2 separate regions of the Sus scrofa genome follow, and region 1 is linked to region 2. The links are chromatin contacts, called in public Hi-C maps. All regions are on one chromosome and are shown on one strand. Each heading gives the region's core, a stretch centred on a gene start, on an enhancer-like site or on the middle of the called end of the contact. The rest is flanking DNA. Distances are from core to core; before and after follow the strand shown. Region 1 holds the start of LOC110259951 (tektin-4). Region 2 overlaps CACNA1H (voltage-dependent T-type calcium channel subunit alpha-1H).

Evidence for each region. A called contact is a pair of places that touch in the nucleus more often than the background predicts.
Region 1: a contact with region 2 is called in a Hi-C map of skeletal muscle, with 4 times the contacts expected there. The contact joins the promoter of LOC110259951 here to the enhancer-like site in region 2. A contact is called at or near these places in 2 of 5 promoter capture datasets (fetal liver and liver), 17 of 47 Hi-C or Micro-C datasets (alveolar macrophages, brain, embryonic fibroblasts and 12 more) and 1 of 2 datasets of contacts at active chromatin or transcription factors (skeletal muscle).

What each region holds. Positions count from the first base shown.
Region 1 is chr3:40,736,484-40,741,054 of Sscrofa11.1, reverse strand. It overlaps LOC110259951 (tektin-4), which reads right to left and starts at 2,990. Exons shown (of 6, transcript XM_021086872.1): 1 at 2,292-2,990; 2 at 248-318. The coding sequence starts at 2,825.
Region 2 is chr3:40,667,757-40,671,787 of Sscrofa11.1, reverse strand. All of the region lies in intron 2 of CACNA1H (voltage-dependent T-type calcium channel subunit alpha-1H), which reads left to right. Among named protein-coding and RNA genes, the nearest start is that of CACNA1H, 25 kb to the left of the region's middle. Within about 2 kb of position 1,822, at least 24 of the 83 cell types and tissues checked have an H3K27ac peak or open chromatin away from gene starts, as enhancers often do. A contact at or near this core is called in fetal skeletal muscle, omental adipose tissue, retroperitoneal adipose tissue and 2 more, where this site is marked.

The DNA of each region.
Region 1 (4,571 bases), core at 1,741-4,240, 68 kb before region 2:
CGACTGGGAAGCCCATCTGCCCAGAGCGGGCCCAGGGATGCTGGCATGGTCTCTGGACCCCCAGCCCCTCGGCCATGCAGGTATCTGCCATCCCATCTGCCCGGTGCCCCCACCCCCAGCCCTGCCCTCCTGGCTGGGCCTGGGCCGGAGCCCCCAGCTCTCTGCACCTCAGGGCCTGGTCGCCCCCATTTACTGCCGGTAGCTGGACTGAGAGGTAGGGGGCGCCCTGGAGGCCGCCCAGACCCACCGAATCTGGTTCACGGCCTGCATGATGGTCCTTTTCAGGAGCTCCTGAATGTTCCGGATCAGCTCTGCCTCCTGGAGGAGACGCGGATTCTTGTTGAGGATTTGAGCCGGCCGGGCTGCTGTGGCCCGTGGTCAGCCTCCTAGCCGCCCAGGAGGCGCTGAGATTTGGGGCGACACCCAGTGGAACTGGAGGATTGGCCAGCACCTGACCCCTGATGGTGGCCTCAGGTGAATGTCACCTTGCTGACCCCGAACTTTTGGAAATGAAGGATGACCCCACCTTTCTCACTGGATTTGTTCTGGGCTTTTGTGCATCTTGTTGCAGCCAGTACAGTGGCTCTTTCTTCTAGGGGCTTCTGGGAGCAGTGTGTGGGGGGCCATCCTGAGGTGGTCCCCATTTGCTGGGCGCTCAGCACCTCCTGGACTCTGGGGGCTGCCCTTCAGCCTGCCCAGGACCCTGAGGGCACCAGCCTGACTTTTGGCCCCTGGGCAACCTGGTAACAGCCCCTGAGGACCCGGCCACTGGGGACCAGGAGTCCTCCTGGGGTGGCCCTTGGGGCTTTGGGCTCAGGGAGGCCGTACATTACTGACCCTGAGGACACAAGGGCCCCTGTTTCTTCCCACCACCTTAACGGTTACTTTCTCTGAGTAGGAACTGCCTTCTCCCCTTAATTTGAATTTTCACCTCTGTTGGGTTCGAAGCCCTCATGTGACCAGGTCTGACCTGTCTCCCTGTCCTGGCCCAATTGTCGCCTGTGCACTGCTGGGTGATGGGGGGGGCTGCCTGAGGGCAGAGGGGTCGCTCCTGGAGTGTGGAGTGGAGTGGGGGGCAGAGGAAAAGCCTGGGGCCAGAGAGGTGCTGGGCTCCAGCCTGAGCTGGGGGTTTGCAGGGGGTACGCAGTGCCTGGCCTGGCCGACTGGCTCCCCTCATCTCACGAGTGCCCGCTGCTGGCAGCCAGTTCACAGGCCAGGCTTTTCCCTGCCAGTCTAAGGGGCCTGGCATGGGGAGCCCCCGACCCTTTGGGGGCTGCCCCAAGGACAGGTCCTGCCAGGTTCGGAGGGTCAAGGGCTCCTTGTGGGATGGACGTGGCCTCTACACTGTCCACACCTGCACGCTGGTCTGAGGCTTGGTTTCCAACACCCCAGTAGGGTTGGCGGGGGGGCATGCTGGGCTCCACTGCTGCGAACTCAGGGTCCTCAGGCTCAGTCTTAGTTTGCATAAGCCAGGGTGACCAAAGGGCCTGTCAGCAGGTGCTAGGACCCAGGGGTGACTGAAGGACTGTCCCGTGGGTGCAGGCACTCCCAGGACCCGGCAGAGAGGCTCTGCCCTTCCCCACACACGTCCCAAGCCAGGCAGCCGCTCCTGGGGCTCAGCTCAGGCCCTTTGTGGTTTGGGGCATGTGTGAAGGACCATCGGGGCATCATGGAACTGGCCAGGCCCTGCCCTGCCCCAGTGGCCCCCAACTGTCCCATCCTTGGGCAAACGTTCCAACATGCATCCAGGTGTGGATGCTGCCACGGCCTGGGCCCTGCCTCCGCCCCCAGTGTGAGCCGTAGTGGGGGCAGGGGCACAGCAGGAGCCCTGGACCCCCGACCAAGGTGAGGGGACATAGGCCAAGGTCTAGCCCCAGCCCAGGCCCACTCCAGGCCCAGTCCAGCCCCAGCCCAGGCCACAGTGCCACTAGCCTGGCTGGGCCCGCCTTGGAGGGAGCCTGGTTTTGCCCAGCACCCACTGTAAGGCCGGGCTGTGAGAAGGACAGGCCCGGTTTCTGGGGCCAGGGAGGGCACCTCCCTTCTGGACAGCATGAGCCCTGCCCCTGCCCCTGCCCCCTGCCCGGCTGTCCCAGACCTACACGCAGAGCCAGCTTCTGCCCTCTGCCTGCGTGTGTGCTGAGGGCTCAGGCTCCCTGTGCTGTGTGCAGCCACGTGGTACATGGGCACCAAGGCCTCTGCCAGCTGTGTTGTGGGGCACACGCCTTCCCACACTCCCTGGCGAGAGGTGGGGCGGCTGGGCTGGCCGTCCCCGGGACCCAGAGGGACCGAACCTTCAGCAGCTCCATCTCCACCCAGTCGCGCACGAGGTCGGGGTGCTGGCGGCGCTCCTGGCACTGCAGGTTGTCTGTGGCGATGGAGAAGGGCAGGGCTGTGGCGTCCAGGGCACGCTCCAGCCGCTGCTTCTGGGCCAGCAGCAGGTCGGTCTCTGCGACCAGCTCTTCCACGTGGCGCTGTAGCTCTGACTTCCAGCAGTGTGTGTCCTGCAGGTGCTCACCCACCTTCTTCATGGAGTCCTTCTGTGTGCGCTGTGCCAGCGCCTCCGTCTCAGCCACCAGCTGCTGGCTCTCGTGGCGCTGCTGCTCTGACTGGTCACGGTCGGCGAAGGCCTGATGGTAGCGGGCGTAGCAGTTCTGGAACCACTCGTCTGCCAGGTACTTAGCTGTGCGGAAGCCAGCAGTGGCCAGGCCAGAGGATGTGTGGGCGCCCGTGTTTTGGGCCACATCGTACAGCTTGCGGGGTAGCTGGCACGCCAGCACTGTCTGCGGGGCGGGCTGCTTGGTCGTGAGTATGTCCGTCTGTGCCATGGTGCCGCCCAGGCACAGGTAGGAGGGGGAGAGAGAGGAAGGCTGCTTAGCACAGTCAGCAGGGCAGCTCCGGCCACTCTGTCCCCAAGCAGGACGTGGCTCCCGGTCTCCTGGAGACAGGTACACATCAAGCTCTCCTGTTGCTAGGTGATGGGGACAGCAACCCCCCCCCACCGCAAGGCCCTCTTAAAGGACCAGGCAGGCCCCAGCCCTACCTGTCCTGGCCACATCTGTCACATGCCTGGCATACTTGGAGGCCAGCCCTGTCTCCTGCGTCTTAGCTGTCCCAGTGGGGCTTGCCCCCTGGGCACGCAGGAGTCTCTGATGGGGAGTTGGATTCACCTTCCAGTGGATGTGCCTGGAATCAGATGCCCAAATCTTCCCCACATGTAGGAGGCAGGTCTTGTCCTGGAGACAGTGTCTCCAAGGCCACCCAGGGCCTGGGAGTTGGGGTGGTGAGACACATCTCCAAGTACCCTGGGCCTGGGCCGGGAGCCTGAGCCCCTGGGCAGTGCCCAACATGACCAGCAGAGGGCACCATTGGCCACAAAATGCTGTGCCGCACATAGGCGCCAGGGTGCCAGTGGTTCTCTTGCCACAGCCCAGCCTACCATCTGGCCCAGATGACCTCCCCCGCCCCCCGCCCTGGCTCCTCCTGTGGGACACCCCCAGTCTTCACAGCGGGACATCCACATAGTGCCCCCAGCAGAGTCCATGGCCCCTGCCCCTGGGCCTCTCCCACCATGGCTCTGTCCCCTACTTGTGCTGCAGGAGCCCCTGGACCGCCTCAGACCCACCAGCCTGGGCTCGGCCTGGGCCTGGGCCCCCTGCCCTCCTCCCACAGGCGTCACCCTCAGCCAGCACCCCTCACTTGGCTGACGGCATCCATACCAGCCGGCACACAGTAGGTGCTTTATAAATGTAAGTTTTGGGGACAGCAGCCCGAGACCTCCCTAACCCAGAGCCTGTCCTTGGGGCTGACAGCCTGAACGACCTTGAGCCTCTCTGTGCTCGGTTTCCAGGTGGCAGGGGACACACAGAGCCTGCCGGGGTGGGGGCACAGGAGGGGCCACCGCCTAGCTTTTATTAGAACCTGCCCCTCACACACCGTCCTTTCCCTGTGGCCACAGCAGGGCGGAGCTGCCTGGGGTCTGACCCGGGGAAGCAGCCAGAACACGTGGGACCAGGACTGCACTCCCTGGCAGGGCGTGACCCTGGGGCATGGCGGGTGGGCCAGCAGGTGGCGCTCTTGCGTGAGAGTGGAAGTCTGACTCGCCTGAGACAGGCCACGGTCTTCGGGGTGGGCGCTCTGGCCAAACCGGCCCTGGCCCCGGCCAGTGGCAGACCCCTCGGCCTCCTGCCTTTTGTCCAGAGGGGAGTGGTGCTCGTGGGCTGAAGGCTCCCGGGACTCCCGGGTTGGATCTGGCCCTGAATTTTACCATGAGGCTGGACGGGAGGCCCCTGGGGCCTCAGTGTCCCTATTTGGGGAGTGGTGTTACCGGCCACTGCGTGGAGCTGCTGTGGGCAGGGCTCGAGTGGAGGCCGGTGAATGGTCGGCCCAGTGCCCGGTCCTGGAGGGCCAGCTCCTCCTCGGCCCCTCCCTGCCCCATGCAGCACCCCAACCCCCCTTGTGGGGTCTCTGGCTTGAATCCCCAACCAGGCCCACTGCAGGGGACCCGGGGAGCGAGGCTTGTGAGGGCAGTGGGTGCAGCCGTGCACAGGGGCGGGTGTGTGGCTTTATGAAAT
Region 2 (4,031 bases), core at 573-3,072:
TCCCCACCGTGCAGAAACGTATGTCCGCACGTGGAGCGCGTTCCCATCACCGTCACTGGGGGTCCCAGATGTGAGCTGGGTCTTAACACAGAGACTGAGACCTTGGCGTCACCAGGCAAGGCGCAGAGGCGGGAGGGACGGGCCATGGGGGTCCCGCTTGGAGGGCAGAGCAGGGGAGGCTGTGCTGGGGTGCCGCAGGTCCGCTCACCCGCCTCTCCTGTGGGAAGGTCTTCCTGCAGCCAGCCGTCTGCAGACCCCGGGCCCCCTCTCCAGGGGCAGCCTGCCTGCTGGGGGGCAGGGCACTCCGGGCCGCGTTCCCATGGAAGGAGCGAGCAGTCCCCCGGGGCCGCTAATTCAGGCCACAGGCAGCTGTGCAGTGGCGCTGAGGCAGTTATTTCTGGCCCCGAGAATTCCTGCCCAGAAGCCTGTCCCCACGGCCGGGCGGTCGTCTTCCCCAGGGGCCCCTCCTGGCTCTGGGCCCCCGCCCACACCTTTCCCTTGCGGAGTTTGGGGACCAAGACAGGCGGAGGTGTGGCTGGAAGGAGGCTGTACCTGGCAGGGCTGGTCCCTCCAGGCTTCGGTCCCAGACACAGCCAGCCTGAGAGGGCAGTTCCCGAGGCCTCAGCGGCTCCCAGCAGGAACCACGCCAGAGCCCAGAGCCATGAGGAGGAGCTGTGGCCAGAGAGCTAGAGGAAGGGAGCGAAACGGGGCTGGGGGTCGGCTTCACTTTCAGACAGTGACACCCCTCGGGGAGGCTGCGGGCCCCCAGGGCACTTGTGCATGCTGCCACCAAGTGGCTGATGGGGTCTCCACGAGGCACTGGCTTTCCGAGGCGGTTGCTCGAAGTCACGGTGATGGAGCTGAAGACAGGGCCCTTTTCCCCAGTTGCACCCTGAGAAAACCCCGACTCAAGCTCTTTATTAAAGAGCTAAGCGGAGACGTTAGCACTTTTCCTAATAGCACGGTTTTTAGCAGCGGGCACAATGAGAGGGAGCTGTGGGCATGTGCTCCGGCTCTGCGGCTCCGCGAGCAAGGGAGCGGGGCTCTTCCTCCCTGAGAAATACGACCGCCAGCCCCAAGTCTGAAGGCCACGGCCTTGAAGATGCACACGTGAGTGTACAAGAGCATGTGTGTGTGTGTGCACACGAGGGACAGGCAGCACCCAGATGCACACACGCCCAGCGCACTCGCGCCAGGGGCACGGGCTCGCTCTTGCCGGGGTCTGGCTGCCACGTGCCGTCCCCGCCCCCTGGCCCTGCCTGGCTGGAGTCGAGAGGCTGCCCGCCGTCGCGTCCCTCCCTCCTGTGGCATAGGCTTAGCACAGACATTTGCCTGTGGGGCGTGGCCGTCTGTGCCCCAGCTGTCCAGAACGATGTGGTAATTGAGACCCGGTTCCAGGCACTGGGCTCCACTGCAGCCGGAGACCCAGGCCCTGGACCCCCAGCAGCCCAAGTGCCCAGGGGTCTGGGGCGTGGTGTGCAGACGGGTCAGAGCTGGCTTCCGGTGCGCCTCCGAGCACAGCAGCGGAAGCCTCCCAGGCCGCTGTGCGGGGAGAACAGAGATTTGGTCCTGGAAGAAGAAGGACGTTCTGGCGGCCACGGCTGGCCGCTCGCAGGGTGATGAGGTCCTGTCGCTGGGGCGGGTGGCATGCTCGGGTGGAGAGTGGGCTCGCAGCCCCCCAGCTCCTGGGGGAGGTGCTCTCCCAGGACCAGCCTGGCCCCCGGAGTCCCCCGCCCCCACCCCCGGCCCTCGGGTGACCTCGAGCCGTGGCCAAGAACAAACAGCTCCATGTTTGGCCGGCTCGCCTCGCTCTCCACCCGGCGAGCAGAGCCAGTGAGTCATGAGGCCCAGGCCCTGTGCGCAGGCGGGGGAGACTAGCTCCCTGCAGCAGGGGTCGGGCCAGGGTGGGAGCCCAGAGGGAGTCGGGGTCAGAGCAGAGGGACCATCCTGGAGGGGCCGGGAGATCCCGAAGCTGGGGCCCTCGCCCGCCTCGGTCCCCATATCCTGCCCCTGACTCGAGTGACCACGGAGCAGGAGAGGGGTGGGTGCTGCTGGGCCCCACAGTGGCCAGGCCAGTGGGCAATCCTCTGTCCCCGACGGTGCAGAGGGCCGGGCAGCGTGGAGCTGCCCGCAGAAGACCAGGACCCTTCAGGACAGAGCCACTGTGGGCAGGGAGGAACCTCCCTACAGCCACCGCCCAGCTACACACACGCCCTGCTCCCCGCTGGCCGCTTGGGTCCCCTCCCACCCTTCCCTCTCCCCAAACGCTGTGGGGTCCTCTGGACCCACCCGCTTCCCCAGTTAAAACCCTGCAGTGGCTTTCCATGGGGCAGGAGGGGGAGACTTGAGGCTGATCCACGGGGTCCCGGGCTGGGGGAGCCCCCTCCTTGGCCCTCAGCTGCCCCGGGGTCCTCCTCAGCTGTCAGCAGCTTGTCGTTGTGGCAACAGCCTCAGGGGAAAGAGAGAAACTTCTGTGGCCCTGAGTGCCAGCTTCCCCCTCCCCTTAGAGGCTCTCTTGAGGGACCCCTCTGGCTCTTTCCTGGGACCGGATAGCCGGATAGCTGTGCCCGAGCCCTGCTCTGGGAGCCCCGCGGGCTCCATCTGCTTCCGCATCCTGCTGGGTGTGGTTTGTCACCTCCTCCAGGCAGGCCTGGATGGCGCGGTGGGCTGGAGCCCCAGGCAGCTGGCTTGTCCTGAGACCTTGCTTCCCCCAGGCCCCAGGGTCAGGACCTCTCCAGGTCAAGGGTCACATGCTCTCAGGGGCAGGGGCCGATCTCTTGTCCTCGGCAGGCTGTGGCCTGGATGCCCCCAGGGGAAGGAGACAGCTGGCCCGGCTGCTGATGGGGCTGCAGAGACGTCTGTCAGCTTGGGGGACTCCTGGTGTCAGCCTCCCAGCCTCGGCCACACGGGCTTGGTCTCCGCCGGCTCCGGTCTGCAGTCCCCGAGGGCCTGGCCTAGGAGAGCCCCACCAGATGCCCCAGCACCAGTGAGCGTGCGCACACGTGTGCCAGGGGGCCCAGCGACCTGTTCTGTCCCGCTGCCTGGAGGCCCCCAAATCTACAGGTAGACATCCCATCCCTGGCTGGGCCCCATCAAGGCTGGAGGGCCCCTAATTAATGAACTACCTCAGTAATGAATTAATTAGCCAGGAGTGCGTGGAAGAGCTTTCTCCAGCCCCGGGGGGAGGTGACCCTGCCTTGGGGCTGCCCTGCTGTTCCGGCCTCATGGGAACAGCAGGGCGGCCCCAAGGCTGGGGGTCTGTCTGCCAGGACCCTCCGGCCACCCCTGGAGGCTGGCAGCAGGAATTGGGTCACAGCCCACCGCGTGCCTCCATGGCCTCATGCACCTGTTGGTTGAAAGGTTTGAGGAGCTGGTCTCTTGACGCAGACACTGCTGCCTGGTGTGAGGTGGTCTCTGGACCTTTGGTAGCTGGGCCTTGGCCTCCGTGGGTCTGGGAACAGCCCGGTTCTGGGTGGACATGTGGACGGAGGGGTCAGTTCCGGAGGCTGTACTGCGCCAGGAGAGGCCGGTTCCGGGGCTCTCTGAGCTTGCTGCCCGGCACCACCCATGTGGGGTATCGGCCGGGCTGTGGTTCAGCCTCAGCGGGTGGGGAGGGGTCAGCGCCCCTCCTCAGTGGCTCACAGGTGGTTCTTCCCCAGGAGGGGCTGGGTTTCCCCCACTGAGGCAGTTCAGGGGGGCGGGGGACACACCGGCAGGGGCGTGCAGGCCTGGGGCGCAGGGGAGGGGCCGCCCCAGGGCGGGGAGGGGTGTGCCCACCAGGGGCCCCCGCGGGTTATGTGTTTGAAGGCAGCCCCAGCGCGTGTGTCCCTGGACCAGCCTGGCATTCAGCCTTCACTGGTCCTCGCATCTCCCTGCCTGTCCAAGCCACTTATCCGCACGGCACAGAACCCGAGGAGGAACACTGGGGTGGGGGCTGGAGGCCAGCCGTCCCAGCCCCCCACCCCCACACGTGAGCCCCTGAGCGCCTCCCATGGGGGGTCTGGCTCGGCCCTGCCTGTCTGCCAGGAGTG